Linked DNA regions of Anser cygnoides: region 2 is linked to region 1. The links are chromatin contacts, called in public Hi-C maps. All regions are on one chromosome and are shown on one strand. The core of a region is the stretch at or near the end of the contact, and the rest is flanking DNA. Distances in the headings are between cores, read along the strand shown. Region 1 overlaps ARID2 (AT-rich interaction domain 2). Region 2 holds the start of SCAF11 (SR-related CTD associated factor 11).

Region 1 (5,908 bases), core at 843-3,342:
AACAAATTAAAAAAAAATCAACTAGTGTTTGAGGATAATGGTTATAAACTCGAGAATTTCTACCAACTCAATTCCTACTAGCTTAGAATTTGTAAATTTAAGAAATTGCTCTTTCCCAGTATGTTATTAATCTCTACCATTTCTATGTTCATGCCATCACTATACTATCCCATACTATCTCTTTCGATACATAATTCTGCACTTTTTTCCTTCTGTTTAAAAACTCTTTTCTGTTCTTTTCTGTTTTCATCTTTACAGAAATGTCTAATCTGCTGCCACTATAGCAGAAGAACAGACTGGAATGATAACCTTAGGAAAATGAACAAACAACTGGCAGTAAAATAAAAACAAACCAAGAAGAATTTTTAAAAAGATAATGTGAACAGTGAAGAGAGGGAGCACAACACACTCAATAGCCATTCTATTAATGTTAAAGCTGTAAACCCCGATTTGAAAGACAGATATAACCATATCTACCCTGCCAGCCAAGTATCTCCATTCTATGTCAGGAAGCTCCCATAATGCTTCCTCTGTTTTGATACAGTCACAGCTGCAATACAAAATAAATGACTTCCAGTAGTGGGGTCAAATAAATGCTTTAAGTAAGATGTTCTGAAAAATCTGGATTCTTGGCATTAAGAGTTATTTTTAGTTTTGGTGTTACGTTTCTGACATGCTTTCGGCGGTATTTCACTACAGAGTGGTACTGTGTGTTGTAGGGCTCAAAAATAGAGCTTGGCGAGTATCCAAGTCTCTTATTAGTAAACCTTACTGCAGCTACAGCGGTTCTACTTCACACTTGCTTAAAAACATTTATCAGAACCATCTGTCCTTATCTATCACAATTACTTACATTTATATAATTAATGAACATATAATGAATTAGAATTCTGTGCAATTTTAAATGTTTATAGATCTAAACATGGTACTTGTTGCTGCTCTAGATCAGCAACAGTCTGTGGCAGTTTAGGGTGAAGATAAAACAGAAGTGTTAAGTGCTTAAAAAAAAACCACACACACACAACCTATAGTACTCTGAACATACTCCTCACTGGAAAAGGTAACATATTATCAAGAATTATTTTTTATGCTTACCTTCAGTACACTTGAACCGTGTTTACAAGTTCATATACTAGTAAAAATGAGAGCTTACCTTTTTTTGTTGTTAACTTTATTTAGGAAATTATGGTTAGGGAATCTATTCATTAACATTTCAACAATATTTATCATTTATCACTAACACTGCAATTGCCCAACTTGTCCCAAAATCAAGTTACATAAAAAAGAAAACAAAAGACAAATGGAAAGAGCTCCTAAAAAATCTCATCTCTATAATAACAATCTTATTAATAATATATCCGAATATATCTTTATACACTGGAAAGACATTTCAGTGTGTAAGAAGATTAAGAAACTGAGCAGAAAACTGGCTATCGGTTTTTAAGAAACTCATCAGGTCACCTTTTCACATTTTCACTTAATAAAAAACATAAATTAGCAACATATATTCTAATCTAGCTTTCCTCTATTTCAGTCTTATAAATTTTCACCTGAAATTCTATTTATGGAAGTTGCTGTATGTTACGGCAAACATGCTGAAATGTGAAACCTCCTTCAGATAACAGTACATTTTGGACTCTCTTTCACCTCAAAATGCTCATCCAGAGTAAGGAGGAAGCATTTACACAAAGCAACTTCTCTTACATTTTTTACGTCATTTCATTACTAATAGAGTACATCATGCCCTCTAGTGGGAAGATAAAAAAGCCTTGCGAATAAAAAAAACCTAACTGAAACAAACTCACAACATTTCTAACTTAATGAAATTTGCCCTATGCTTCTTTTGGCATGGTCCCGATTTTCATAATCCAGCATGTTGGTGGTTGTTTTCTGTTTGTTTGTTTGTTTTTTAATTGAAAGATCACCATTCTTTTCTCTTGCTAAATTTTTCCTTTCCATTTCACATATTAGTTTTCTTTATAAAATGAAACATGGAATCTCTTTATCCATTTGCCTACACCTATCTTTTCTAAATACTTATCTTCCTGCTTATCCAAACATTTTATGATACCTGTGATTTAGTGTCCTACTATATTTAAACAAAAGGAAAAAGATTGAGTAATTCAAGATACCCATGCTAGTATATCTTCATTTTTCTTCCTTTTAAAGGATTTGATACCCGCCATATCCAGTTCAAAATATTATTTTTTAAATTACCTTAACAAAATCTCTATCAGTTTTCTCCTTCCATTCTTCTCCAAATACAGCAGAAAATGATCCTAAAGCTTTAAGCATAAAAAGCAGAATTCAGTAAAAAAAAAATTGAACATTTTGTCTTTTTACTAATCCACAAACTAAATAAAGATTCAACAACACTACAGACTATTCCAGTGTCTCCTTCTCCTTAAAAGAATCCTGTATTAAATTGTATAATATTGCTGAAATTTCTGTAGTAATTAACTACTACTGGAATTTTACAGTTTTAATAGAGAACAACTAGAACTAAAGAATGGACTACTTTGGGAACCCTATAAATAAATAAATGAAATGAAATGAAATGAAAAACTATGGGAAACTTTTCCAGAGCTCTTTTCAAGGAGACATGATGACTGCTCAATTTTCAACCTCACGTCAACAACTAGTTTCCATGTGCAAACACTGCCTTAATAGTTAAGCAAAGTCCCATTAATGTTTTCCAAAAAACAGAAGAGTAGCAGTGATAGTTTGACAGCACTCAACTGAAAGTCAATATTTAAACAGGAAGCGTAATGAGTGTTCTTGGATTTTTGATGGAGCCACCACCAAAGCTTTTCTAATCATTACTGCTTGAAAGCAGCAAGGATAAGATTCAGTCTATCTAAAACTAAGCTTTGTCTTGCAGTAGTTCTGTAATGAACTAATGACAGGTAAAGTTATACTTAAATATTTTGGTTCCCAATGTTTTATTGTTTTGAGCAAAATGCAAAAAATCTGATTTCCAAGACTACATCAGCTTTCAGCTCTTACAGAAACCAAACCAAGACTTATGCAGCATTTCAAATTGTAGATACCAGATACTCCTCAAACCCCTGGGACTGTCCTACTGCATACAATGTAATTGTCATCTCAAACTATTTGGGGCAGGTGGGGAGGGGAGGAGCTGAAAACGTTTTTCTTGTTACCTAGAAACACTGCATTATAAATATTATTACTAACAATGATAACACCTTAATTATAGACAAGCCAAATCTAAAACACACATTACATTTAAATAAAATTAATCAGCTATCATTTTTTTACACCTGAAATTATCATGACAGTATTTTCATACTTAGTTTGCTAATTACAAATTTCATTTAATCACCAAACTTGACAATTTACCTTTTATAGCACAAAAGCACATAAGTATTTCAAATTGAAAAATTAAAATCCATGCTGCAAAAATACGTAAGCATCCCCCTTTTCTTTTCCCAGTTTGTCTTAATTAGTCTTCCTAATGCTGCTGGGACACACTCTGGATTTATCCAGAAGACAATCTCTAGAGGTATCGAGTAAGATAAAAATGAAGGTTTCCCCAGAGAAAGAAAAGAGCAAGCCCATTACATGCTTGTCACTCCTTTTGTCACTATTGTCACTCAAATAGTTTTCAATGTAAGAAATACAGATAGGGGCCAGCTATGAACAAGCCTGTGCTCTGAGTCCAATTTAAGAACTTGAAAAAACACCATCTACCTTTGCAATGTCCAGAAGATCATGAAATAATAACACAAATTTAATTATTTACAAATTTCTAAATCCATAAAAGGATTCCATCAAAGGAATGGTGAGTGATGGCAAACAAAAAATCTAGAGAACAAGCATCCTTGGAATTACTAACATGGTGGGCTATGTTTCACTTTAGCTTCCCTTCAGATATTTTTCTTTGCAAGTTCCTGTGACTGGGGTAGATGCAGATCCTAAATGATCAATATCTAACAGTAACTGAAGGGCATGGACACAAGTCACAAACATAAGTGAGAAGTCAGAAGACACTAATGCAATATTGAGGGGGAGGGGTGCTACAAATCATTATGTAAAAAAGTTCATTTAAACAATATAAAAACAGTGTACAATGTCTAGCATAGATTCTTCCCCAGAATTTTACAACAGAAACTCTGACATACCATACTATGTTTGTGCTTACACATGCAAAGCAGATTTACACTCAACAAATACATATGATCATCTGTAGTAGCAGACAAACATATTTAGCTAAAAATGTTCATTTCAGCTATTTCTTATTGTAAAACTAAAAAAAAAAAAAAATCAGTACATAAAACCAGTAAATAATTCCTCCTCCTCACCATGAGGTAGGAGCTATGCTTTTATGAGTTTTAGGATGGTTTGGGGTTACCTTCTTTTTTTTTTTTTTCTTCCCCTCTCGTTGACAGAAAGACAGACAAGTAATTAACAAGGAACACCTTGGCATGGAGGCCACACTGAACAGCTCAAACAGAAGAATTTATTTCACATAGTAAAGTATTTTGATGGGATAGACTATCTTTAAAAAATGAAGCGCTAACAAATCAAGTATTTCTTATCCCTTGAGTTTTGTTTTCTGAATTTCACTGCAGTTAAATGCAAAGAGCCAGGATAAGATCTTAATGGGTCAGTTTACAGACTGCCCTTTTTTTAATTTTTAATTTGTGATTGCCACTAGAAAAGAAATATGAAAAATCAGTATGTTCCTACGAATTTAGAAGGAAGCAGTAGCACACTACAAGCAATGGAATGCTGTAAATTTGAGCAACTTGAACAATTTAACTGTACCACTACAAAACTAATTCTAAATTTTCATTAAAATGTTAAATAACCCTGCTTTAAATTACCTAACTGAAAAGTTATTTGTAATGTTCAATGTCTGATATAAACAATACTTGTGGAAGAGGTAAAAATGAAAACTAGATACAGGCATGTTACAGTGCAATATATTACAAACGTTTTGGTTATTAAGGATTGTGAACGATGCAACAAACAGGTATTGACTCTGTTGCAAAAATGTTGTCACATACTTACTGTCATCAAACACCCCAGCATTAGCAAGCAGTAATGTGATGATTTTAGGGTCCTTTTCAAGCTGCATGACATGCTTGCTTTCATTTGAAAGAAGAGTACATACATTAATTGCAAAATCCACTTCATTTGGGAGTCCAGATAACAGTGAAAGCACCAATTTATTATAGTCATTTGGTGAATTAAAGTCCATAGACAGCCCATAGCTTTGACGAAGGTAATCTAAATAAGAAAAAAATAATTAAAACAATGTTTTCACAGCTAAACTAATTAATATTCAAACTATATATTGTGCAATGTTATTATGAATGATTATTTTTAAATTAGTTTATTAATAAGGTATTGCTTTTACAGTATTCAATTTATTTTTCCATTTGTCTTTGGCCAAAATGTTGAACACATTCTACCTAGTTGTGTACCTTTCTAGTTAGATATTAATTCCTTCAACATCTCCAGAATGCAAAACTGCAATATGTTCTTCCAACGAAAAGCTTTGAAAACGCAAACTTTAATTAAAGCAGGATATCATTTGGAGTCACTTTCTACACAACAAATTACACATCCCTTCCACAGAGTCCACGAGATTCCGATGTGTTTATTGGTTCTTTTCAAGATTGATACTTTGGTCTGTAAATTACAATGGGGTTGATTCTGGCTTCTTATGCATGAGCTTTGTTCCTCAGATTTTAAAGCTTAATTAATCATATGCTCAACTCAGATATTTGGCTCTGCAGAGAGATGACTGATATGATGGAAACAAAATCTGTAAATTTTCAAGGTACCTTGTTTCAAGAGCAGTAACTTTTGAGCCCTGCTAATTAGAAAGAAACATTTGGAAAGAAGTGCAATAGCTTATGCATACTCATATTAATTTTAT
Region 2 (5,672 bases), core at 2,762-5,261, 98 kb before region 1:
TTTATCCAAGATCCTCCCCTTCAGCTTCACAGCCAGAACATGCTTTAATTGAACGGGAAACTCTCAGGAGCTGATGCGTGGTTCCTGGGTATGGAAATAATGTGACTCTGAAATGTGTGCTGCCAAGTCTTATCTTATCTGATCACACCCATCAGATCCTTCTGGAGATGAATGTTGTCAAAGATGAAGCCAACAGAGTTTCTATATTTAGTTTTATAAATGGTTGGTTCAAATACCAATAATAGAATTAGCAGTGGCTGATTAATCCCTTCTAATGAATTATAATACAAAAAAAAAAAAAAAGACTCCAGTCTTCACTGTCTTCTGCGGCTGGGCAAAACAAGTCCAGTATCGATATCTGAAAGGGATGAGTATGTTCTATGAGATGGGGGAAGGCTTTAATGGGCAGTGAACCAAAGCAGATGTTTGATAACTGACAATTGTAAAAAGTTTCCAACGTGGCCCTTAGAATTTATTAAAACAAATACAAGGAGAAAAAAAAAAAAAAAAAAGTAGTTATCTAAATTTGCTACACTCCCAAAACAGATTTTTTCAGGTTTTAGACCAAACTTTTGCAGACCAGCCTTTTGCATTCTCTTTGGCTAAAAAAGCAGAAGTCTGTAATTCCTCATTAGTATCTGTTGACTCATTCTGCTTACTTTCATTTATATAATATTATGCTGTATTTCCAAACAATGACGCTTACAAGCAAAGACATGTCGCCTGTAAATAAAAAACACAATATCTCAATCAGGCTTTCAGAACTATTAAAGAATGAAAAACTCTAACACTGAAATAGCTTTGTTAGTGCAGCCAAGTATCCAAGGCATTATGACACACAGAATACACAACCTACTTACTTGGATACATATACATATGCTCCAGAACTCCCAAATTAAAAATTCCCTAAGAAGCAATGAAAATGCAAGTACTAAAGACAGAAAGTTCAGACTACTACATTATTAGAAAAATGAGGTAAGCTACCTAGTTTATGTCCAAGGTTTTGTTGTTGTTGTTTCTTGTCTGTTTTTGTTTCTGCATCACATCTAAACACAAGTCAAAATTGAATCTGAAATGAAAGCAAAGATCAAAACTCATTGCTGGAAAGGGGAATAAAGAGACACACAGAAAACTTCTGGAAAAAAAAAGTAATCAAGCAACCCCCTTGCAAGTACCTCAAAGATAAGAAGGTATGAACCAACATCAAATGATGTCATACCCATCACAATTCATTTTATACCAGACTAACATGCCCTTTGGACAGGAGAGACAGAACACTGATATACTTGATTTTAGTGGGCCTTTCGATGCTGTTTAGCCTAAAAAAGAAGTCTGGGAATAATTTTTTTAAAGTTAAGACCAGATAAAAATATGTTGCAAAGAGGAAGGAAACAATCTGTTGTTCCCTGTGCCAGCGGTGGACAGGACTAAAACTATGGGCTTCTGATGCAACAGGAAGGATCCAGGTTATGGATTATGAGCAGCTTAACAAAAGCAGAAATTTTAAACCAGAGAAATAGCTTGCCTGAGGACGCTTTGGAAGAGACAGTCCACCTACAGAGGCCTTGAAGCACAAAGTGAACAAAGGAGCAATGGATACAAGACTGATCCTAAATGGGGGCAAAGAGGTTGAATGAGTTCTGAATCAGCTCTGAGTCTACTCCAGACTTTTTTTTATGCCATTTGAATATACCTACATTCCTCAAAAGCCCAGAATACAAGAGCTAAAGAGACGAATCGTTCATTGCTCAAATGAGCATCTGAAAACAAAGAGCAAAAACATCATGTCATCAATGGTTCTTCTGTTCCCTGGATATTGAATATTTTGGTAGCTTTAATCAATCAATCCCAAAAATGTCACTATAGGAAGAACAGCTTACTAATTTAATTTTTTTTCACTCCATCTCTTTCAGAGACACAATGTAGTACTGGCAGCTTAGAGACTACAAAAATACCACTTCATGTTCATTTGGGTTTATTACATTGAGAAAGAAATAATCACAAGGTCAGTGTTGCCCATCCCTTGTTTGCCCTCGTGCAATGGTTTTCAGATAATAAATGGCATAGGATCATTTCAACGGTGAAGGATACTCCAAAGTAAAAAAAATTCAAATTTACAACACCAAAACACAAGTATTTCCATTTTCCCCTCTGCACTCTATGCTAATCCTAATTTCTGCACTCACGGATAGCTACCGCTTCGCCCTCCAGGAGTTCCACTCTACCATGCCCTGCCTCATCCTTGCTTTTTCATCCACCACCTCCCCTTGATCTACCATATCGTTATTGAAATCTCTTCAGCCCAGGTAGGACTGGAAACCTCTGAGGGCAGGAACTTTGTTGGCACACAGAAAAGCTCAGAACCTGACAGCAGTGAAGTCCCAGGTTTTCCTCTCAACTGTAAACAGTGTACAACACGTGCTCGTCTCCAAAGGTGGATGAGAAAGGGCCAAAGGAGCTCTGGTAATACAGCATACTTTTGAAGCTGTATGAGTAGGTATAAAGGTCAGTGCTGGAAAGGATAAGGATGCCTCTCTTTTACCCATGTAAGATACACGGTCACAGGATCAAACAAAAGTACAGACAGCACCTCAAACGTGATGAGTGTTTCTCCTTGCATTCCTCTCTGTCACTGAAACCTCCCATCAGCTTCCCTGGCTCCTCTGCGCAACGTGATCTGTGCAGCAAGAGGAGCTGACAGCAACGTCTTCACGACCTGTGACAGAAACAGCGAATACCGAGGCTTCCTCTACATCTCTGAGTCTCAAGTGACTTAGGAGTCATTCTAACTACGAGACTCAATAGTGAGTAAAAACATACGGCAGTTCTGTGTACCACGGCCTCCTTGCAACAAAACCTTACCTCTGTGACCGGATAGTCGAACACAGTGCTGTTGTTCCCTCACCATTCCTCCTTCTTAACTGCTTCAGTGTCTTGTTTGAGGGTCATTCAAGATTTCAGTCTACTCAAGATGCATCACTGAAAGTCATCTGTCTTAGTCTGCAACAGGGCTTTCTTTAATCTCATCCTTCAAAACAGCTCATTCCTTTCTTCAGATGATGGAGTTCATTAACCTTAGTAACCCTTAAAGTCAGACTTACCTTACACATTTCGTCGTCTTTCTTCTGTCTGTGCTTTCCTACCTATGGCTAGAGACCTGCTTATTATTACATTTCCCTGCAGCCCGCTAATGAAGCCAGTCCTTCCCTTTCTTCCTCTGCCTCTCCTCACGCGCTGTCCCCACGGGCTGCTCTTACTTAATTCAAGCTCTTCTGACTTAATCCTAAATTAATATTCTCCATAACGAGGTGCCACCACTCTCCCAAGACAGACTCCGACGTGCACCTTGCCCCACCGTGCCCCAACAGCCACACCGCCACACTCCACCAAGCCCCAGCCCGCCACCGCCTCCTGGCCGGGCAGCCTGGTAGGGCGGGCGGCCATCACCCTACCGCCCCCTCGTCCCTCACCCGCCATCGCCATGGCCATGGCCATAGCCATCGCCCCCAGCATACGCAGGGCTGTGCTCATCGCCCCGCTGCGCCACATCGGCCACACCACACTCGCATAACGAACAGACAGAGGCTGCTTTGGGTTGAGTTTATTAAAACGAGGGGCCGAGATGGGTTCAGGTTATTAAAATAGCGAAGAAGGGAAGGCTGTGAAGGAACGAGGGAGCTGACCCTCACACCCCCCCCCCCCCCCCCCCCCCCCCCCCCCCCGTCGCGCTGTGATGACGCCACCGCCGCCCGGGCCGGGCCGCGCCCCTCCGCCTCGCCGCCAGCAGGGGGCGCCCGAGCCCGCCCCGCGCCTCCCCCCCCCCCACCGCCCCGCCCCGCCAACCGGCGGCGGGTCACGTGCCCCCGCCCGCGCCCCGCCTCCCCGCCCGGTGCCGCCCCCCGCCCCGGGAGGACCTTTCCCACAATGCCGCCGCGGGCGGGGCGGTTTGGAGGCGTCTCGCTGGCGGCCGCCACGCCGCCTCCTCCCCTCCCTCCCCGCGCAGCGCCCCCCCGCGGGCCCCGCCGGTACCGCGCAGCCCCGTCCCGTCCCGGCGGACATGTGGCCCGGCGGCCGCTGAGCCCGCTCCGCCGCTCGGCCCCGGAGGCAGGCGGCGAGCCGCTGGAGGAAGCCCCCAGGCGGCAGCAGCAGCAGCGGCGGCGGCGGAGGCGGCGTTGGGGACAACCGGAGGCTCCGCTCCATGGTGGGGACGGCGCCAGGTAAAGCGGCGGCGGGGATGGGGAGCGCCCGGGGGGCGGCCCGGGCCCGGCGGGGCCTTCCCCTCCCTCAGGGCCCGGCGGTGCGGCTGCTCCCGGCCTGCCCGCCCCCGCCGGCCGGCTCCCAAAACGGGGCGGCTCCGGAGCCCGTCCCGGGCTGCCCCACGCCGAGCGGGGCTGGCAGGGGGCTGGCAGGGGGCTGGCAGGCCGCCGGGGCGCCGCCGCTGTGCTCCGCAGCGCTGCCCGTCCTGGGGCTCCTCGGGGAGCGTGCGGGGGGCTGGGGGACCGGCCCGCAGCGTGGCCGGCTCTGACAACGCGTTTGGCACCTGAATGCGGCACGGTTTGGTGGGGCTAACCCCTCTCCTCCCGTAATATTCCCTGCAGAGCAACTTTTCGGGAAGAACGAGGTAGCAGGGAGAGAGCCCAAAGCGTTACTGATATCTGGTATCAGCGACTGAGTTTGCCGCTGGCAAAGAATCGCTTTATAAAAATGTGAACAAACTGTCGTGGCTGCTCCAGCCCAAACGATAAGCGTGTGGTGGATCGGAATGCCCTTGTTGTTGGACAACCGCTTGTGAGGCTTCACATATCTTTTTTTTCAGGAAAAAAAGCTAACTCTAGTGGCTGGTGTCGTGTTTGTGCATCGTTAACGCATCGAGCTTTTAACTCTCCTTTGGGTCAGAGCTTTAAGTGAGTTGTAGTTTAGCGCAGAATTTTACAGTTTGGGTGTTCAAACTTTCTTGTGCATGGGAGAACAGGGGAAGCCTCTAGTCAGTTTGTCGTGGTTTCTTCCTTTCTTAACGTAAAGAGTGGATTTCTTAAATGAAATGTCAGTGACTAAAATCCAATGTTAGTTGGTTGATCATATAGGGTAAACCACGTCTCTTTCTTTTTTTCGTTTTTGGGAAGCTGTACTTGGAGATGCATATGCACCAAAAAAAAATAGCATCCTCTTCTGCCATATGGAGAAGGCTTGGAAAAGTTCCCAAGAACTTCTTCCAAATGTTTCCTTTAGTGTTTGTTCTTTTTTTTTTAATGAATATAATAACTTTTGTTTGCTTTCCTTAGAGGAGACAAGAGAAATGGGGGGGGGAGGGCGGGGTACTATTTAGGTTTTTACTAAAAGTTACAATGTCAGACTTCAACAGGTTTTATTTCAGTAGTTTACAGTTACTGATGCGTTGACCTCCAGAGTGATAGATGGCCCACATAAGAAATACACCAATTTTATTTTATGTTCCACGTGACTTAAAGTTTGCTTCTGATTATGCAGAATGGACAAGAACTTTGTGGCCTCAGAAAAACATCATCTCTCTCTCTCATCCAAATTGTCTTAAAACAGAATGTTTTTAGGCTTTCTCTAATAAAAATAAAACTGGAGGCACTAGTTTATCTTGTGCTCGGATCACTTTAAGACGGGGAATGCTTCTCCACGAATTTGGTGAGTTTTTTTCAATG

Evidence for each region. A called contact is a pair of places that touch in the nucleus more often than the background predicts.
Region 2: a Hi-C map of liver shows a contact between it and region 1, with 3 times the contacts expected there. The contact joins the promoter of SCAF11 here to the enhancer-like site in region 1. A contact is called at or near these places in 2 of 7 Hi-C or Micro-C datasets (both in liver).

What each region holds. Positions count from the first base shown.
Region 1 is chr1:33,808,120-33,814,027 of Taihu_goose_T2T_genome, reverse strand. It overlaps ARID2 (AT-rich interaction domain 2), which reads right to left. Exons shown (of 21, transcript XM_048065822.2): 5 at 5,035-5,253; 6 at 2,218-2,285. Among named protein-coding and RNA genes, the nearest start is that of ARID2, 61 kb to the right of the region's middle. Within about 2 kb of position 2,092, at least 2 of the 3 cell types and tissues checked have open chromatin away from gene starts, as enhancers often do. A contact at or near this core is called in liver, where this site is marked.
Region 2 is chr1:33,908,636-33,914,307 of Taihu_goose_T2T_genome, reverse strand. It overlaps SCAF11 (SR-related CTD associated factor 11), which reads left to right and starts at 4,011. Exons shown (of 15, transcript XM_048065904.2): 1 at 4,011-4,217. It overlaps LOC106045624 (a long non-coding RNA gene), which reads right to left and starts at 3,697. Exons shown (of 4, transcript XR_001212892.3): 1 at 2,863-3,697; 2 at 2,591-2,716; 3 at 985-1,069; 4 at 1-723.